Linked DNA regions of Sus scrofa: region 1 is linked to region 2. Evidence: chromatin contacts called from public Hi-C data. All regions are on one chromosome and are shown on one strand. The core of a region is the stretch at or near the end of the contact, and the rest is flanking DNA. Distances in the headings are between cores, read along the strand shown. Region 1 holds the start of SLC25A11 (mitochondrial 2-oxoglutarate/malate carrier protein). Region 2 holds the start of INCA1 (protein INCA1).

Region 1 (2,700 bases), core at 127-2,626, 47 kb after region 2:
AGATAATTAACTTGTCCAAGGTCATAAAAACCAATAACTGGCTCTAGAGACCCTACTGATAAGCACCACCCCTGGTGCCTTTTATCTTGGTCCACTTTCAGTCTCCTTCATAAGGCTCAGAGTTCTAGGAGTAGACTTTGTCTCCTCCCTCCGATTCTGGATTCCACCAGGCCAGATGTGCTCTTGCGCTAAGTTCCTAACTTGACTCTTCTACCTCCAGCTTCAATCATCCAAGAGGGAAAATTTTGGGAAACAGGAAAAAGGGAAGAAAATCACCTGAAGTCCCTCCTGGCTCAAGGCAGCCCCAAAGAGAGCTGGGAGGTCTGCAAAGTCCATGCTGGCATTGTGGTCCGAGATCTGCGGCAAGAGTCCATGTCTCTCCTTTAGCCTGCAACCTCTCCCCTTCAGCGCCCTTCCCCCATCTGCCCCTCAGACTCACCGCTCGAATAAGCCCCTGGCTGGGGGCCACTCCCCACAGCACAGTGGCCACAACCACAGGAAGCGGGAAGGCCGCAGGGTGCATGGCAGCGGGAGGGGAGAGGCGGAGGAGGCCGCGTCCCGATAGCAGGAGCAGAAGCGGAGTTCTGCGCCCTCTCTGGCCCTTCCTCAGGGTCCCAGGGGTCCAACCACCCCCAGGTCCCCCTTCTCAGCTACATGGGGACGAGGGGAAGGACCCCCGACTCGGGGAGTGAGATAGCCAACCCCCTTAGTGGAGCCGGGAAGGCGACACTAAAAATACCCTTTTCTGGTATAGGAATAAAACGGGGGAAAGGAACAGAAGCAAGCCCAGGTGACAGAAAAACTTCTGGAAGGGTGGGGGGAGATCACGGAGGTGGGACTTCCGGCCAGGTGGGCCGTATTCCCATTCCCTGTAAGAGGGTTTCCGGCAAAGAAGGTCAGGCCGCTTCCAGCATTGGACGCTCCAGACGAAGGACTTCCGGTCCTAAAAGTCCGGTTAAAAGAAAAGATTAGAGGTGAGAGGAGTGCCTGTACAGACGAAAGGAGCACCGAAGCCCCAGGCAACAGCTTGGTTGTTTCCCCTCTAGTGCCCAGGATCCTGCAACTGGCTGGCTTACAAACCTCTCCGCCTCCCTCTGGCCGCCGCCACTGCCGCCGCCGTATCTTCACGTCTCGCGAGAGTTCTCCCACACACATCCCTCCCACCTGCTGAGAGCTTCCCGTACCTACCGCGAGGGACTGCCTAACTCGGGCTAGTCTAAGCTCACGAGATCTCGCGAGATCTTCAGAAACCCTCTTCTCTGTGTTCCCGCGACTCCAATTCGATAAAAATTGCACCTATGCTCTGGCTTCCTAAATCAGCCACACCCCTTCCCGCACCCATTCTGGAAGCTCCTCCTTCAGCTCCGCCTTACTCCCGGCTGCCCTTGCGCTCGCGCCTGCGCCAACTTCCAGCTAGCGCTGGACCTGAGAGCCGGAGGGGTGTGCGCGCGCGCCCTCGCCCCTGTTGCGCGCGCAGTGTCACCTTGGGCGCGAGCGGGGCCGCGCGCGCACGGGACCGGGAGCCGAGGGCCATTGAGTGGCGATGGCGGCGACGGCGAGTCCCGGGGCCGGTGGGATGGACGCGAAGCCCCGTACCTCCCCTAAGTCGGTCAAGTTCCTGTTTGGGGGCCTGGCCGGGTAAGCTCAGGCCCCAGGGATGGGACAGGAGGAGGAAAGGACGGATGCAAGCAACCAGGCCCGGCTCATCTTTGGATCTGTTAGAGTGAACCGAGCCGGCACGGGGTCAGCGCGGTCCCCGTCGTAGTGCGAGATCCATGATGGGCTACCAGGATCTTTTTACCCATCGCAGGGTCCCTTCTGGGCTGCATGCACGGCTCCTGCCGGGCCGCCTGAGTTTCCCAACCCATTGCTTGGCTCTGAGGGGCTGTTTGGGGTTCCAGGTCATTGCATGGCTCCTGCTGGACAACGTGGGATCCCAGGTCATAAGTGCCCACCTCTCTTCTTTGGGTCCGACTGCATGCAGTCCTGGGATCCCTGCTTGACACCCTTGGAGCTGCATGGAGCACTTTTCTTGCATGGCCCCTACTGGACCCCTGGACTTTTCAGACTTATTGCTCTTGGTACATGTGGAGACTCTTGTACACATGTCCGCCAGCCTCCTAAAACTTGGTCAGTCACATGGCAGACCCTGCCCTTTGTGACCTCTTGTTGCCAGGTTCCAGGGGGCATTGGTAGATCTGGAACACCTGGCACTTGACTCCACCCCTTTCTTTCCCCAGGATGGGAGCAACAGTTTTTGTACAGCCCCTGGACCTGGTGAAGAACCGGATGCAGTTGAGTGGAGAAGGAGCCAAGACACGAGAGTACAAAACCAGCTTCCATGCCCTCACGAGCATCCTGAGGGCGGAAGGCCTGAGGGGCATTTATACAGGGTACTGGGGCCAGATGATGGGGGAGGTAGGGTGTGGGTTGGCAGCTCCAGACCTTGGCTTGATGCACTGACCCTTTCGCTCCCCAGGCTGTCAGCTGGCCTGCTTCGCCAGGCCACCTATACCACCACTCGCCTTGGTATCTATACCGTGCTGTTTGAGCGCCTGACTGGGGCTGACGGTACACCCCCTGGCTTTCTGCTGAAGGCCCTGATTGGCATGACTGCAGGCGCAACTGGTGCCTTTGTGGGAACGCCAGCTGAGGTGGCTCTTATCCGCATGACTGCTGATGGCCGGTGAGTTCCAGGTT
Region 2 (2,700 bases), core at 84-2,583:
TCCTGGCCCCAGACCAGGGGGGCTGTATCAGTTCTGGCTGCCACCGGCCCTCGTAGGAGGAGCCCCATCCTACACTTGGGGCCTGGCCACGCCAGCTGAGGCTGTGGGGGAAACCCTGGTTGTGGGGGAAGAGCGGTTAGGAGGCACCTGTGGCTCCAGAGGTGTGCCTGGGCTTCCAGGGTTGGAGGGCAACGGGCAGGGGGTATGTTCGCAAAGGTAAGGATAGCTGCCCTCTGCAGCAGCCAAATGCCATGTGGATCCAAGGGCAGGGAGGGTGATATTTTTATTCCTCGTCACTCACAAGTGCACTGACCGTTCAGATAGAGAAGAGAGAGAGAGAGAGAGGCTGGACAGAGGGCAATTCAGAGAGAGGGACACATGGGCCGAGACACTGAGGGTGGTGGGAAGCGGGAAGAGGAGGGGCCAAAAGTCCCAGACACCAAGAAAACGGGAGAGACAAGAGAGAAGGCAAGACAGAGGTCATGCTAGGAAAGAAAGAAGGGGCGACGAAGAGGACAGCAAACACAGAAGTGTTCAACGGGAAGGGAAAAAGCACAAACTGGGAGCCCAGAAGAGAAAGCAGATGAGAGAAAACCCCAAGCACAGGACCTGCCTCAAAATTCCCCCACAGGGCCAGCCAAGGAGAAGGAGACACCAGCTCGCACCGAGGGCCCCAAACCTCCACAGAGAGGGCAAGACTGCTAAGGGGCAAAGTCCACAGGCTAGAGGGACAGCCCAGAACTGGGATCCACAGGGCCTGCCTGCAAGCCCCAAACCCCTTGCCCAGCCCCCAGCACTTCCTCCTCAGGATCCAGCACAATGGGCAGGGGAGGGTGGGGTCATCCTGTAAGCATCCAACCAAGCCCCAGGGCTCCTCGGTTGCGGGATCCAGGATACCTACGGTTTATGGGAGGGAGGGCACCTGAGGATCCCCGGAAGAAAGAATGAAGGAAAGCAGGCAGTCCCAGCTCCAGCCTGGGGCTAGTGCTATGGCGTCCACTGGGCTGGGGAAGGTGCCAGGCTAGAGCCCAGGAATGTGGGTGATCGGGTGCCCACACCCTGGGAGGAGAGGCTGAGCAGCCCACGCCCACGGACAGCAGGGTGGAGGGTTGGGAAGAGAGATCAGGGATGCTGGGCCCCCTTCTGTGGTCCCAAAGGACCTCAAACCCTTGTCATACTGAGCCTCACCTCACCAGCCTTCCTGGCCAGGGCATGGGAGGGGTGGGAGAGCTGGTCTGTCCCAGGACAGGAAGGGAGTAGTGGAAACCAAAGAGGCCTTCTCAGGAAGAACAGCCCTGACCCCCAGACCCTGACCAGGAGAGGGAAGGGACACTGATGGGGACACGCAATGGTGCCGCCCGCGCGGCTAATGGGGCAGGGAAAGGGGTAGCACTGCTGGAGGACGGCGGATTAAGGACTAAGGCAGAGGTACAGGGTTCGGCCGGTGAGTGTAAAGGCGCAGTGGGGTACAGGGAGAAGTCCCGGCTGGAGTGAGGCCGAGTGACCAGAAAGGGGGGGCCTCGGGCCACCTGCACCTTACCCGGCCAGCAGGTTTCACACAGAGCCCCCCCCCTCCCGGCCTTTCCGGGCGGCCATGAGGACCCTGTCCTCCTGTCCAGCCAACCGACGGCCGCCCCGGGCCTGGCACCTCTCTGCGCCTCCGCGGGACAAACAGCACATGATCCAAGCTCTCGCGGCCAGCCGGCCCCCGCCGGGTAGTGCAAACCGGGACCCCGGCTCCCCGCCCCCCAGCTCCGCACATTCCTTCGCGGGTGTCCCCTCCCTCGCCCCCCCCAACTCTCACCTCGTCGCGGCGGGGCTCCCCAAGAGGCTGGGGAGAATGCAAAGGGAACAAACTTTCCGGGAAGCGTGAAAGGGGAGCGGAGGTGATCCGGGGCCGGTTCGGGGCTGCCCCCGCCCCTCGCCGGGTCCCCGGGCGGTGGGCGGCGGACTCACGCCCCGGGGGCGACAGCAGTAGCGGCGCCAGCGGCCGGCGCCCGCCCGGGCAGCGCGAGCTGGGGCGGGAGCGAGGGGCGGGGGACAGGGGGCGCGCGCCCGCGCGCGCGCGCCGTCCCGAGGAGGGTCTGGGAGTGACTCGGAATGCTGTTAAAGGGGCAATGCCCTCGAGATCGCGGGGCCCACCGGGCGGAGATGGGAAAACTGAGTTGCGGACGCGGAAGGGCGAGCAGGATGCCAGTACGCTGGAGGGTGGCCAGCACCCGAGGAGCCGGGAAATGTGGGGTCGAACCCCGCAGGGCACCCAGGCCCCGGACCCGCGCACGCCGCCGCCGTCGGAGGCGCGCAAAGGGGGCGGAACCTCCCTCCGGGCCCCACCCAGGAGGTGGTTCGGCGCAGGCCCCGCCCCCAGGCGCGCGCCGCTGACCGGCTCCGCCCTCATCTCCAGTCACCGCCTCGCTCCTCCCCCGCGCCCGGCGTATCGTTCTAGAATTCGCCGCGCCGCTGCCTCAGGTGCCGGGGCCAAGTGTACTCAGCGGCGGCACGGCCACCCGGGCGCTTCGTCTCTGCCTGGCCCTCACGATTGACAGGCCCCTCAGGCCCGTGGCGCCCTCTCGGGCCCAAGCCGCCCCCTCAGGCCTGGGTGCCCTCTCAGGCCCAGGCCACCCCTAGCGACCCAGCCTGGCCCCCGCAGAGAGTCCCTCAGGCGCGGGCCCACCACCTGGGGCCGCATGGACTGCACAG

The links. Hi-C and Micro-C count contacts between places; a contact is called where the count stands out from the background.
Region 1: a contact with region 2 is called in a Hi-C map of liver, with 3 times the contacts expected there. The contact joins the promoter of SLC25A11 here to the promoter of INCA1 in region 2. A contact is called at or near these places in 2 of 5 promoter capture datasets (fetal skeletal muscle and liver), 8 of 47 Hi-C or Micro-C datasets (blood, heart right ventricle, liver and 3 more) and 2 of 2 datasets of contacts at active chromatin or transcription factors (alveolar macrophages and skeletal muscle).

The regions. Positions count from the first base shown.
Region 1 is chr12:51,969,418-51,972,117 of Sscrofa11.1, forward strand. It overlaps SLC25A11 (mitochondrial 2-oxoglutarate/malate carrier protein), which reads left to right and starts at 1,377. Exons shown (of 8, transcript XM_021067766.1): 1 at 1,377-1,638; 2 at 2,241-2,393; 3 at 2,480-2,686. The coding sequence starts at 1,544. It overlaps RNF167 (E3 ubiquitin-protein ligase RNF167), which reads right to left and starts at 1,394. Exons shown (of 10, transcript XM_003131906.4): 1 at 1,081-1,394; 2 at 440-943; 3 at 277-357. The coding sequence starts at 523.
Region 2 is chr12:51,922,431-51,925,130 of Sscrofa11.1, forward strand. It overlaps INCA1 (protein INCA1), which reads left to right and starts at 1,334. Exons shown (of 6, transcript XM_021067760.1): 1 at 1,334-1,444. The coding sequence starts at 1,336. It overlaps KIF1C (kinesin-like protein KIF1C), which reads right to left and starts at 2,035. Exons shown (of 23, transcript XM_021067761.1): 1 at 1,805-2,035.